Linked DNA regions of Sus scrofa: all the other regions are linked to region 3. A link is a contact called in public HiChIP or PLAC-seq data. All regions are on one chromosome and are shown on one strand. Each heading gives the region's core, a stretch centred on a gene start, on an enhancer-like site or on the middle of the called end of the contact. The rest is flanking DNA. Distances are from core to core; before and after follow the strand shown. Region 1 holds the start of FANCG (Fanconi anemia group G protein). Region 2 holds the start of FAM214B (protein FAM214B). Region 3 holds the start of CCDC107 (coiled-coil domain-containing protein 107).

The links. HiChIP or PLAC-seq counts read pairs in DNA pulled down with a chosen protein or histone mark.
Region 1: a contact with region 3 is called in an H3K27ac HiChIP or PLAC-seq map of alveolar macrophages. The contact joins the promoter of FANCG here to the promoter of CCDC107 in region 3. A contact is called at or near these places in 2 of 5 promoter capture datasets (fetal liver and liver) and 1 of 2 datasets of contacts at active chromatin or transcription factors (alveolar macrophages).
Region 2: an H3K27ac HiChIP or PLAC-seq map of alveolar macrophages shows a contact between it and region 3. The contact joins the promoter of FAM214B here to the promoter of CCDC107 in region 3. A contact is called at or near these places in 3 of 5 promoter capture datasets (fetal liver, fetal skeletal muscle and liver), 4 of 47 Hi-C or Micro-C datasets (embryonic fibroblasts, fibroblasts, heart right ventricle and 1 more) and 2 of 2 datasets of contacts at active chromatin or transcription factors (alveolar macrophages and skeletal muscle).

The regions. Positions count from the first base shown.
Region 1 is chr1:235,877,501-235,881,137 of Sscrofa11.1, forward strand. FANCG (Fanconi anemia group G protein) reads right to left here and starts at 2,104. Exons shown (of 14, transcript XM_003121983.6): 1 at 180-2,104. The coding sequence starts at 275. It overlaps PIGO (GPI ethanolamine phosphate transferase 3), which reads right to left. Exons shown (of 10, transcript XM_021065447.1): 9 at 3,085-3,155; 10 at 2,590-2,936. The coding sequence ends at 2,925.
Region 2 is chr1:235,905,829-235,909,479 of Sscrofa11.1, forward strand. It overlaps FAM214B (protein FAM214B), which reads right to left and starts at 1,314. Exons shown (of 9, transcript XM_013986310.2): 1 at 1,227-1,314.
Region 3 is chr1:236,378,647-236,382,651 of Sscrofa11.1, forward strand. CCDC107 (coiled-coil domain-containing protein 107) reads left to right here and starts at 1,926. Exons shown (of 6, transcript XM_005660223.3): 1 at 1,926-2,104; 2 at 2,191-2,345. The coding sequence starts at 1,999. LOC106509199 (a long non-coding RNA gene) reads right to left here. Exons shown (of 2, transcript XR_001306517.2): 2 at 1,364-1,665.

The DNA.
Region 1 (3,637 bases), core at 854-3,353, 500 kb before region 3:
GAAGACCAGCCCTTCTCTCTCCCATTTCAGCTGTGACAAGGGACGACATCCTCCTGCCACTTCTGGCTCTTTGGGGGAGGTCGAGTTCAGCCCCTCCCCAATGGTGATGGTAAATCCACAGCATACCCTTTTTCTGGTATTTGGGGGTTGCTAAGTAAGGATCTCAGCAATCACATTACCTTGGCCTGTCGAACTAGCTGGTCATTCTTTTCCCTCCACAGATCCAGGCAGCTGTCATGGGATGTTGAAGAGCCCAGAAGGGTCTTGTGAGCCATGGTGGCCGAGGCTGGGCCCGGACACCTGAAAGGGACTGCTGAAGGGTAAGCCTGCCCCCCCCACCCCGCCCCCGGAAGGCCCCGCTGAGCGGGGAGGGGTCCGTGCACTTCCGCACCCCGCCGAGGCTCCTTTGTTCCCCTCGGGGTTCCAAATCAGGGCAGCCTGCCCTTCCCCGCAGAAACGAACTGTCTTCTAGCTGACCTCCGGGACTTTCACTCCCGCCTCTTCCACCCTCGCCTCTGGCTGGCCGGGCCAGCAAAACGCTCGGCCGCGGTTGGTCGCCTTCAAGAGTTACTCTCCGCGGAAAACTCCAGGAAGAAATAAACGAGTCGGGACTAGACTCGGGACCAGACCGGAGGGGAAGGCTGAGGCGGGCCAGAGGCTGGAGGCGTGTCTGAGTGGAGAAGTCGTACGGCTCGCCGTCCGGCCTGCGCGGCCCTCCCGGAGGCCAAAGCCTTGTAGTTGATCTCCGTAGCGGAATTCGCGGATCGCAGCGGGCCGGCCAGGCCTGTCCCAGACTTCCCTCGCCGCGGAGCGCTGATCCGCGCGACGCAGGCTGGGAGTTGTAGTACCGCCGGTGGCCGCCACGAAAAGTCCGTCCCCAGCAGAAACTGTCTCCAAAAAGAACTGACTGGAGATGGAGGCCCTCGGTAATCGGCCCAACCTGTCTCTGCTCACCATGGAGCACCAGCACACTCACCACAGTCTGCTCAACCCCATGGAGCCCGACTACCTGGCAGCGCAGCCCTGTGCTTGAGCAGTCTGCACTGCCAGAACGTACCTGCCCAATCCTTTCAACAGCTGTAGGTAGAACTGGAGATCCGAATGCAAAAAAGAGACAAACTGCGACCCTTACCATCCATAAGGTCAACTCAAAATGGATAAGCTGGATCTCACTAAAAGTAAAAACTCTTGTGCTACAAAGATAGCATCAAGAAAATTCAAAGATGTGCAATGAGATCCTGCTGTGTAGCACTGGGAACTGTATCTAGTCAGGTATGATGGAGCATAATATGCAAAAACAGAATGTGTACATGTATGTGTAACTGAGTCACCATGCTGTACAGTAGAAAAAAAATTGTATTGGGGAAATATCAATTAAAAATAAATAAATAAAATAATTTGAAGAGAACTGAAAAAAAAAAAAAAAGAAAATTCAAAGATGTAAGTCAAAGCATTAGGCAGATTAGGCAGTACACCTTAAACTTATCCAGTGATGTATGCCAACTATATCTCACAAAGCTGGGGGGGCAAAGGAAATTCAAAGATGTCAACTATACCTCAATTAAGAAGAAATAAAAGAAAATTTAAAGTCATCACAAAGTGGGAGAAATTATTTGCAAACCATATAGCTTATCACTTTTCTTTCTTTCAGTAGTCTCATCTCCTCCTGTCTTGGGCCCCCTCAAACCTCAAACCCTAGTCCTGACCTTTCTTCTCAGTACCTATTCCCCATTCCTTTGATGGACGTTTCCATGAGGATTTCATACCAGCGCTTCAACATAACAAAGAAGTAGTGAGGTAGATGGAAGGCACAGGAGACATGCGAGTGGAACGTTAGATTCATACAGTTTTGGCTTCAAGTCAGAGGTCGCTGGGACAAAGTGGAACACTGTTAGATGGGCAAGTAGGTCTGATAAAAGGTTGGAAAACTAGGGAGGCCTCCACAGAAGTGAAAAGCAAAGGGTATTCTAAAGTGAAAGGAGGAGTTCCCGCCATGGCTCATCGGAAATGAACCTGACTAGCATCCGTGAGGACACAGGTGTGATCCCTGGCCTTGCTCAGTGAGCTGTGGTGGAGATCACAGATGCGGCTGGGATCCTGCGTTGCTGTGGCTGTGGCATAGGACAGCAGCTACAGCTCTGATTCAACCCCTAGCCTGGGAACCTCCATATGCCACAAATGAGGCCCTAAAAAGACAAAATAAATAAATAAATAAATAAAAGTAAAAGGACACAGTTGAGAAGGAGACACATTACTACTGGGGCCTGAGACAATGGAAGTCAATGTGTTCCGTGATGCCTGGGCTTGTCTTTTCAGGCATCTCTGTTACTGGCCAAAATGAAAGAATTCAATAAAATATATTGCCTGGCAAAGGAAAATGGTAGGTCGAATAATAGTAGTAATTCAGGAAGAGGTGGGAGAAGTGAACTCCGACAACAGTAACCACTTTCCAAAGGTTCTCTGGTACAGCCAGGTCTGCATAAGATGACTGATCCCATCTGTGCCTGGGAGAGGGGAGACTGACTCTCCCCCTCCCCCCATAGTATCCCCTACAGGACAGGGGGGGCTCCCCTACACCTCAGACACACATATTTACATTGTTATTTTATTCTGCTTAGGAGACAGCCCCCCAGTCCCTCAGATATCCAGAGCAGGAGTCAGGGATTAGGCCCCACTATGATTTTGAGTTACAAAATGATGAAGTCCCAGATACCAGTAGCTCCTGGCTACATGACGGTAAGAGGTATGACTGAGCCTCTCTTGCAGATGATCCAGCACCCGTATAGACCAGGCTAGATTGTTCTCCAGCTCTCTGGTGGGACAGAACTAACTGCCTGAACCAAGAGCTCACAGCACCATCCACTCGCATCACCAAAGCTATGCCCAGGCAAAGTCCCACGCTGCTCACAATGAAGCCCATGGCCTCAAAAATGAACCTGCAAAGAAAGGTGGAGAATCCCAAATGCCCCAGTAACTCCAGATCCTCTTCCCTGTGAGACAAAACCTTGTCCACTCTGGATGTTCATTGTTTGCTCCAAGCTTCACCCTCTCCCACACCGATACTTGGGAAACAACCTCACTCACTTGGGGGCAAACACCTTCCAGACCATGAGATGCCTGCGGAGGATGGAGGCTGCCAAGGCACTGGCCAGAATCTAAAGGAAGAGAGGAGGAATCAAGTTATTCAGGAAGGGGAGGAGGAGGCAGATCAAATAGAGAGTTGCCATAGACCCATATGAAGAATGTGAGGGGAGGGAGTTCCCGTCGTGGCGCAGTGGTCAACGAATCCGACTAGGAACCATGAGGTTGCGGGTTCAATCCCTGACCTTGCTCAGTGGGTTAAGGATCCGGCGTTGCCGTGAGCTGTGGTGTAGGTTGCAGACGCGGCTCGGACCCCGCATTGCTGTGGCTCTGGCGTAGGCCAGTAGCTACAGCTCCAATTCGACCCCTAGCGTGGGAACCTCCATATGCCGCGGGAGCGGCCCAAAGAAATAAGCAAAAAGACAGAAAAAAAAAAAAAAAAAAAAAAAAAGAATGTGAGGGGAGGAAAGTAGTGCATGTGAGTGAAAAAAATCCTGGGCTTGGAGTTAGGAGACCTAATTCTTTTCCTGGCTCCATCATGACGTGCTCCGTGATC
Region 2 (3,651 bases), core at 64-2,563, 470 kb before region 3:
TCTCCAAACATGCATCAAAGACCCTTAGTACTTATTATTTTCCCCTCCTACAGACACCCAGAATTTTTGACGGTCGCAATGTTACCTACCCAGGAGAAGGAAAAGTGTGGGGAAATTTCATTTGTGGCAAGTGGTAAAAATGTGTCTACCATTCACTTGGGGGCCTGCTGGGAAAGACCTTGGTAGTAGTGAGGGTGGGGTCTGGGCCTTGCTGCTAATTATTAGGTCTCTGGCCACTGAGTACAAAGTCTGGGGCAGGCACAGCTCCTAGACATGCAAGGACCGGGCCAGGCCCCAGGGCGAGGAAGGAAGTGGGAAATGAGCACACCCAGAACATAAGGGCAGAGCAAAGTGGGGGAGGTGGGGGAAGACAGGGACCAAGGCAAGCTTCTAGAAGGAACAGGAACTAGAGTGGGGGGTTAACAGGAACAGAATGGGGGAAGGGTCCCCAGAGACACCAACGAAGGGGGAAAAAAAGAAACCAAAAAACCCAGACTCAGCCAGACAGATCCAGAGCTGCCTGAGAAGGTCGCACAAGCCCTAGTGGCAAGTGGGGCCTAGATCCTCTCTAAGAGTGCTCAGGCCTGAAGGTGGAGTTAGGAGTTGAGGAGCCAGGAGCACTGCAGACGGGCTTCTTCACCCCAGCAATTTCATCACCCTCATTCCTAAAACACAGGACACAAACATCTTCCTGGAATCTCTATAATGCCCCCACACTTTCTCAAAGCACTAGGGGTTCTTCCCTCCCCAGCTGGGGCCTGCAACCCCTTCCCTTCGCAGAGTGCCCACAGCCCCATCCCTTCTTCCTCCACACAGGCCATCTGTCCCTCCCACACTCTGGACCACCAGCCCTTCTCCATCACACAACACCCCCTCTTCCCTTTCCCCCTAAGCTCCTTCAGAGTCCCTCCTCCTCAAGTATCTTCTCCAACCCTCCACTTCAAGATAAAGACTTCACCCCCTACCTAGTACTTCCCACCCTCACAAAGCACTCCCGCCCCTCCCCCACAAGGGCTACCGGAGAATGCACCTCCTAGCCCACACAGTGAGCCCCAGCTCCTCCCCTAACTCTGCTTTACTCCACCCTACCCCAGCATTTCTCCCAATTCTCTCCTTCCCTAAAGCGATCCCCACCTCCTCATGTCTGCCCAAGCGCACCCCGGTCCTTGTCCCTTCTTCCACACGCACCCCACCCCACACCTGCAGTTCCGTGAGTCCCGCTGCACCTGGGGAGGTAGTGGATTGGGGCAGTTACACAGCTGCCCCAGCTGCAGCCTCCTCCGGCAAACCTCGCCCCTTTGGTGCGAGCCCCGCCCCCGCAACGACAAGACCCACCCTCCCCCTGTCCCACCTCCCACCTTCCCCCCCCACCCCGCTTGTCCTTTTTCCTAGTTTCTGTAATTCCTGGGGCTCCTCCCCTGTAATACAGGTCCCGCCCCCTCTAAGGCCCCGCCCCTTCTCGTCTTCTCGGCGTCTCCCCATTGAACACTGCTTGCCCGTCGTCCCCTCCAATCCCCGCCCCTTTTTGGTCTCCTTGCTTGTCACTAGGACCCGCCCACTCGGATTCCAGCCTGGCAGAACCGGTGCCAAGCTCCTTTCCAACGCTAGCCCCCTCAGATCTCTGAGCCTCTTCTCCCCCCGCCCCTTCTCCCACTAGCCTCACCCCGGCGCCCGCTCTCCAGCCGGGAACCGCTGGCTCTGATTGGTGGTGGTGGTCCCAATGGATGGTGGAGGAGACAAAGTGATGGCTGCAGGTCGCCTGAGGTCCCACCCCGGCCACGTGCGGCTTCTGTGATGACAGGTTTAGATGGGCGGGGCATGTGCCCTCTGTGTGAGGCCTAGGCTGACCGGATTAGGCTGGAGGTGGGGAGCCAGAGCCAGGGTCAAAGCGTTAGCCTGAAGGCGCCGAGCCTGAATGAGGCCCTCTCAAGCTTTTGCGCTGGTGTGAGCAGCCTGCGGAACTTGAGCCTCTTAGTGAAGCCGTCTGCGTTAGCGCGTGTATTTGCCTTAATGGGGGAGGTCTGTGGGACTTGCAAAGTAGCACAAGGGGTCTCAGGGTTCTGTAAAAATGCGCAAATCTGGTTGACGGGGTCTCAACTCTGTGAGGATGAATAATTTCTGCAGCCTACTCTGTTCAAGAGAGTCTGAATTCTGGGAGACAAGAAGTAAGAGTCAGATGTGTACCTGTAGAGATAGGTCAGAGAGTCGTCTGTGAAATTCATGAGCCTAAGTGTTACTACAGAGTAAGGGGAGCCTGCAATCACTGAAGAAAAGTAGAGCCTTTGCTTTGCACGTGTCAAATCAACTATGTGACAGGAGTTCTGTTGTGGCTCAGCGGTAACTAACCCGACTAGTATCCATGAGGATGCAGGTTCAGTCCCTGGCTTTGTTCAATCCTATGGGTTAAGGATCTGGTGTTGCTGTGGGCTGTGGTGTAGGCTGGCAGCTGCGGCAGCTCTGATTTGACCCGTAGTCTGGGAATTTCCATATGCCGTGGGTGCGGCCCTTTAAAAAAAAGGCAAAACAAAACACAACAAAACAAAAACTATGTGACATTTACACTTCTGTAATTTAATTAGCGTTTGATTCTACTCTCCAACTTCCCGCAACCCTTTGGGTTCTGGAGATAGCAATGGGGAGTCGATGCTTGCCAGCTACCGGTAGATGGCAGCACAGGGCCCTTGCAGAACTCAGAGCTTCTCTGTGGAGTTGGCAGTGCTGAGGACTATGAAGGATCAGACCTGTTAAATTTCTCTCTAAGTCTCAGATTCTTTAGGTCCCTGTGACTTTCTTTCTGTGAGTCGTTAAGATGCTTTTTACTGAACACCAAATGGTGTGCTAGGCAAAAAGTGAAAAAGAAACAAAATTTTTCTGCCCTGATGTGGCTTGTTTGTTTGTATCATCATACAAATACCTGTATAATCCTAGAGAGAGTAAAGTTGGAAGGGTTTTGTGTAGTGAAAAAAGCTCAAAGTTTGAGGTCACTGTGTTTGGCTCAGAACTTTGTTTTTTTGTTTGTTTGCTTGCTTGCTTTTTAGGATCGAACCTGTGGCATATGGAATTTCCCAGGCTAGGGGTTGAATTTGAGCAGCAGCTGCCAGCTTATGCCGCAGCCACAGCAATGGTGGGACCCAAGCCATGTCTTCAACCTACACCACAGCTCATGGCAACGGATCCTTAACCCACTGAATGAGACTAGGGGTCCCTCACAGATACCAGTCAGGCTGAGCCACAATGGGAACTCCCTCTTGTTTTTTAACAGCCACACTTGTGGCATATGGAAGTTCCCAGGCCAGAGATTGAATCTGAGCCACACCTCTGACCTATGCTGCAGCTGCAGCCACAGCAACGCCGGATGTACCCACCCATACCTCTGCATGGACCCAGATTGCTACAGTCAGATTCTTAACCCACTGTGCCACAATGAGAACTCCAAGTCTAGCCTCTAGTTCTAACAATATAGAGATATCTTCAAGGTTGTGGATCAAATAATCTCTAGATTTTTAAACAAAGGTCTCTTTGGAAATGTGTAGGAGATTATTAAGAGGTGCAGCCCCAGAGTTCTCCCGTGGTGCAGCATGTTAAGGATCCAGCATTGTCACTGCAGTAGCTAATTTCGCTGCTGTGGTGTAGGTTCAATCGCTGGCCCTA
Region 3 (4,005 bases), core at 676-3,175:
GGAGGCAGGATTATAGCCCAGGTAATCGGAGTTCAAATTAGGCACTTGCCAGGTGGAGGAGGGAAACAGGAAGCCGTTGTGGGAAAGGGGAATCGCTAAAACAAACAAAAAACAGAATTCTGGGCTTTCTATCCTGTTCCACTGATCTATATGTCTGTCTTTGTGCCAGTACCTTATGGTTTTGATGATTGTTGCTTTGTAGTATAGTCTGAAGTCAGGGAGCCTGATTCTTTCAGCTCCATTTTTCTTTCTCAGGCTATCTTTGGCTATTCTGGGTCTTTTGTGCTTCCAAACAAACTTTAAACTATTTTGTTCGAGTTCTGTGAAAAACGTCCTTGGTAATTAGATAGGGATTGCATTGAATCTGTAGATTGCCTTGGGTAGTATAGTCATTTTGATAGCATTGAGTCTTCCAATCCAAGAGCATGATATGTCTTTCCATCTATTTGTGTCATATTTGATTTCTTTCATCAGTGTCTTATTGTTTTCAGAATACAGGTATTTTGTCTCTTTAGGTAGGTTTACTCCTAGGTATTTTATTCTTTTGGATGCAATGGTAAATGGGATTGCTTCCCTAATTTCTTTCTGATCTTTCATTGTTAGTGTATAAAGATGCCGTTGATTTCTGCAACATCTTCTCAGATCCACCTCTTAGAGTAATGTCAGTAAAAACAAAACTAGGAGTTGCCATCGTGGCGCAGTGGTTAACTAAATCCGACTAGGAACCATGAGGTTGCAGGTTCGATCCCTGGCCTTGCTCAGTGGGTTAAGGATCCAGCATTGCTGTGAGCTGTGGTGTAGGCCGGTGGCTACAGCTCCAATTCGACCCCTAGCCTGGGAACCTACATATGCCGCGGGAAGCGGCCCTAGAAAAAGGCAAAAAAAGATTTTTCTCCCATTTGTAAAGACATGGAAACAACCTAGATGTCCATCGACAGAGGAGTGGATCAAGAAGATGGGGTACATATACACAATGGAATATTACTCAGCCATTAAAAGGAACGAAATACTGGCATTTTTAGCAACATGAATGGACCTAGAAATGATCATGCTAAGTGAAGTCAGTCAGACACTGAGACACCAACATCAAATGCTTTCACTGACATGTGGAATCTGAAAAAAGGACAGAATGAACTTCTGTGCAGAACAGATATTGACTCACAGCCTTTGAAAAACTTAAGAGTTTGCAAGGGAGACAGTTGCGGGGGGTGGAGGATGTGCTGGGGTTGTGGGCTGGAAATCCTATAAAAATGGATTGTGACGATCATTGTACAACTATAAATGCAATAAATCCATTGAGCAATAATTTTTTTTTCTTTAAAAAAAATAAATAAATAACCACCTTGTTACCTTCCAGAAAGGATTAAAATCAGCCGTGCTGAGAATGAGCCCCGTGTGGTTGGTGCGCGGAAGCGCACTGCCTGTGTAACTATTTCGGCTGACGGATGACATCCCTGCCACACGCCGCTCGGCGAAATCGCTTCTTAGCGGATTAACCGTGAGGTGCAGGGACAGTCTACGTGCAGGCGCACGTGGCACTCTCTGCCTTAGGTCCGGGGACTTTCCCCTAGGCGTAAATAAGGAACTAGTCCCTCGTTTGTAGCCTAGGAAACAGGCCTTCAGCACGAGCTTCACTGGTGGGTGGGCTCCTGTAACCTTTTATAGCTGGAAGAAAAAATTTATTTTATGATTAGGGTGAGGATGTGGACTAGTGTGGGAAACCACTTTATCGCATACTCTTCTAAGGTTGTAAGCTTCTGGACACTTTCTGGCTAACCGAATCCCTAAATGGAGATAAGAAATGAACTAATTTCTAAAATAAACTAAGCTGGGCTCCCGGTCCTATGCAAATAAATCCTGGCCCCGCCCATACGCTAGGTGGGCGTGACCTTCCAGGGAGGCCCGGAGCGGAACGGGCTCCAGGGCGCGCGTGCGCGTGCGCATGGGCGCGTGCGGCCAACGCCGGCTCCTCCCAGGTTCTCCTGTAGTCCGCCTGCAATGGCTAGCGTGGTCTCGCTAGCGGGTGCGGTGGGGCTGCTACTTATGTCTGCGCTGCCCGAGGTCCTCGGAGACCGCTCCAGCCCCGACCGCCCGGCACACCCAGGTACCACCGAGGTCTGTTAGAGGGAGGCAGGGACTGCCTACCGGCCCCAACCCCCAGCTCTACTGACCCGCCTCTGCCCTCCTCAGGAGACGCCGCCCAGGTCGGCCCCGAGGCCACAGAACTCCGGCGGCGGTCGCCGCCGCCCAAGGATCAGCGCGACCCAGCTCGAGCCGGGGCGTTGCCCTTGGGGGCGCTGTACACCGCGGCCGTCGTGGCTTTTGTGCTGTACAAGTGTTTGCAGGTGCGGGACGACGAGAGGAGGGAGGGGATGCCCGGGTTCTGAATCTCCCGTTGGGTCCCTATGGTACCAAGAACAAGACTCATTTTCCTGTCCATCTGTAAAGTGAAGACCTGAGTCCTCTGGGTTTCCAGCCTTATGAGATTATTTTGAGTAGCTATCGAGGTGAATGGCACTTGATAAATTGTAAATAAATAATGACCATCCCATTTAATCCTCCCATCAATCCAATGTAGGGGTTAGTCACTTGCTCAAGGTCACCCAGAGCTAGTAACTGGTGGAACTGGGACTTGAACCCAGCGACTGTCCATACTACAGTGAGTGCGGTTCCTGGTAAGATTCCAACCTTGGCACGAGCAGCTGATTACTTAGCCAAAGTGTTTTTAGAGTTCGAGGTACCAAGCAGTCTCAAGTTCTTGGGAAGGAGGCTCTGAAATGTGAACTGATAGTACATTTTGGTAGATTCAAACTGTTGAAATGGAACGTAGTACCTCCCAGGGCTCTGACTTTAGCCGTATCACTTAATTGCATTGGGAAATAGAGGGCTGAGCCAATTTGGAGATAGGAAACTAGGAAGGATAGCTAACCATGATTCATAATAAGACTGGACAAGCTAGGATGAGGGCTGGACAAGCTAGGATGAGGGACTGAATATAATGATGAAATTCAACATAGATAGATAATACTTTTTTTTTTCTTTTTTTTTTTTTTGTATTTTCCAGGGCCACACCCTCAGCATATGGAGGTTCCTGGGCTAGGGGTCTAATCGGAGCTGTAGCCTTCAGCCTACGCCAGAGCCGCAGCAACACCAGAACCGCAGCAACCCCAGATCTGAGCTGAGTCTGCGACCTACACCACAGCTCACGGCAATGCCGGATCCTTAACCCACTAAGTGAGGCCAGGGATCGAACCTGCAACCTCATGGTTCCTAGTCAGATTTGCCAATGGCTGAGCCACGAGGGGAACTCCAGATAATAAATTCTATTCTTGGACCCAAATATAGTCTGGAAGAAACATAATTTAACAGCAATTTATTGATTAATGAGGTTCAGTTGTGTGATGTGACAGCCCACTTCCCAAATCAATGCTAGGAAGAAGGTATTTTGTTCTTTATCTTCTGATTAGAACCCTGCGGGGGAATTCTATTGAGGGCACAACTTTAAGAGCACTATATCCTTTTTTTTTTTTTTTTTTTTGCTTTTTTTGCTTTTTAGGGCCGCACCCAAGGCATGTGGAGGTTCCCAGGCTAGGGGTCGAGTAGGAGCTACAGCTGCTGGCCTACAGCATAGCAATGCAGAATCCAAGCAGCATCTAGGACCTACACCACAGCTCAGGGCAACGCCAGATCCCACTGAGCGAGGTCAGGGATCAAACCTGCAACCTGATGGTTCCTAGTCGTGTTCGTTAACCACTGAGCCACGAACTCCCAGCACGATATACTCTTTAAACAAATCAGAGTAAAACTACCAGAGAAAACCATGTTAAATGAGCATTGACCGAGAAAGACTGGCACTATTAAACCAGAGAAGACATGAGAAAGGGGGTAGGGGGATATCGTGTTGAAAAGATATGATTTTGGAAGGCTCTGATCAGCACCATAATCAGATACATGAAGGACAGTTTTTGGCACTGTATGTAAATTAATAACCAGAGCTTTATCAAA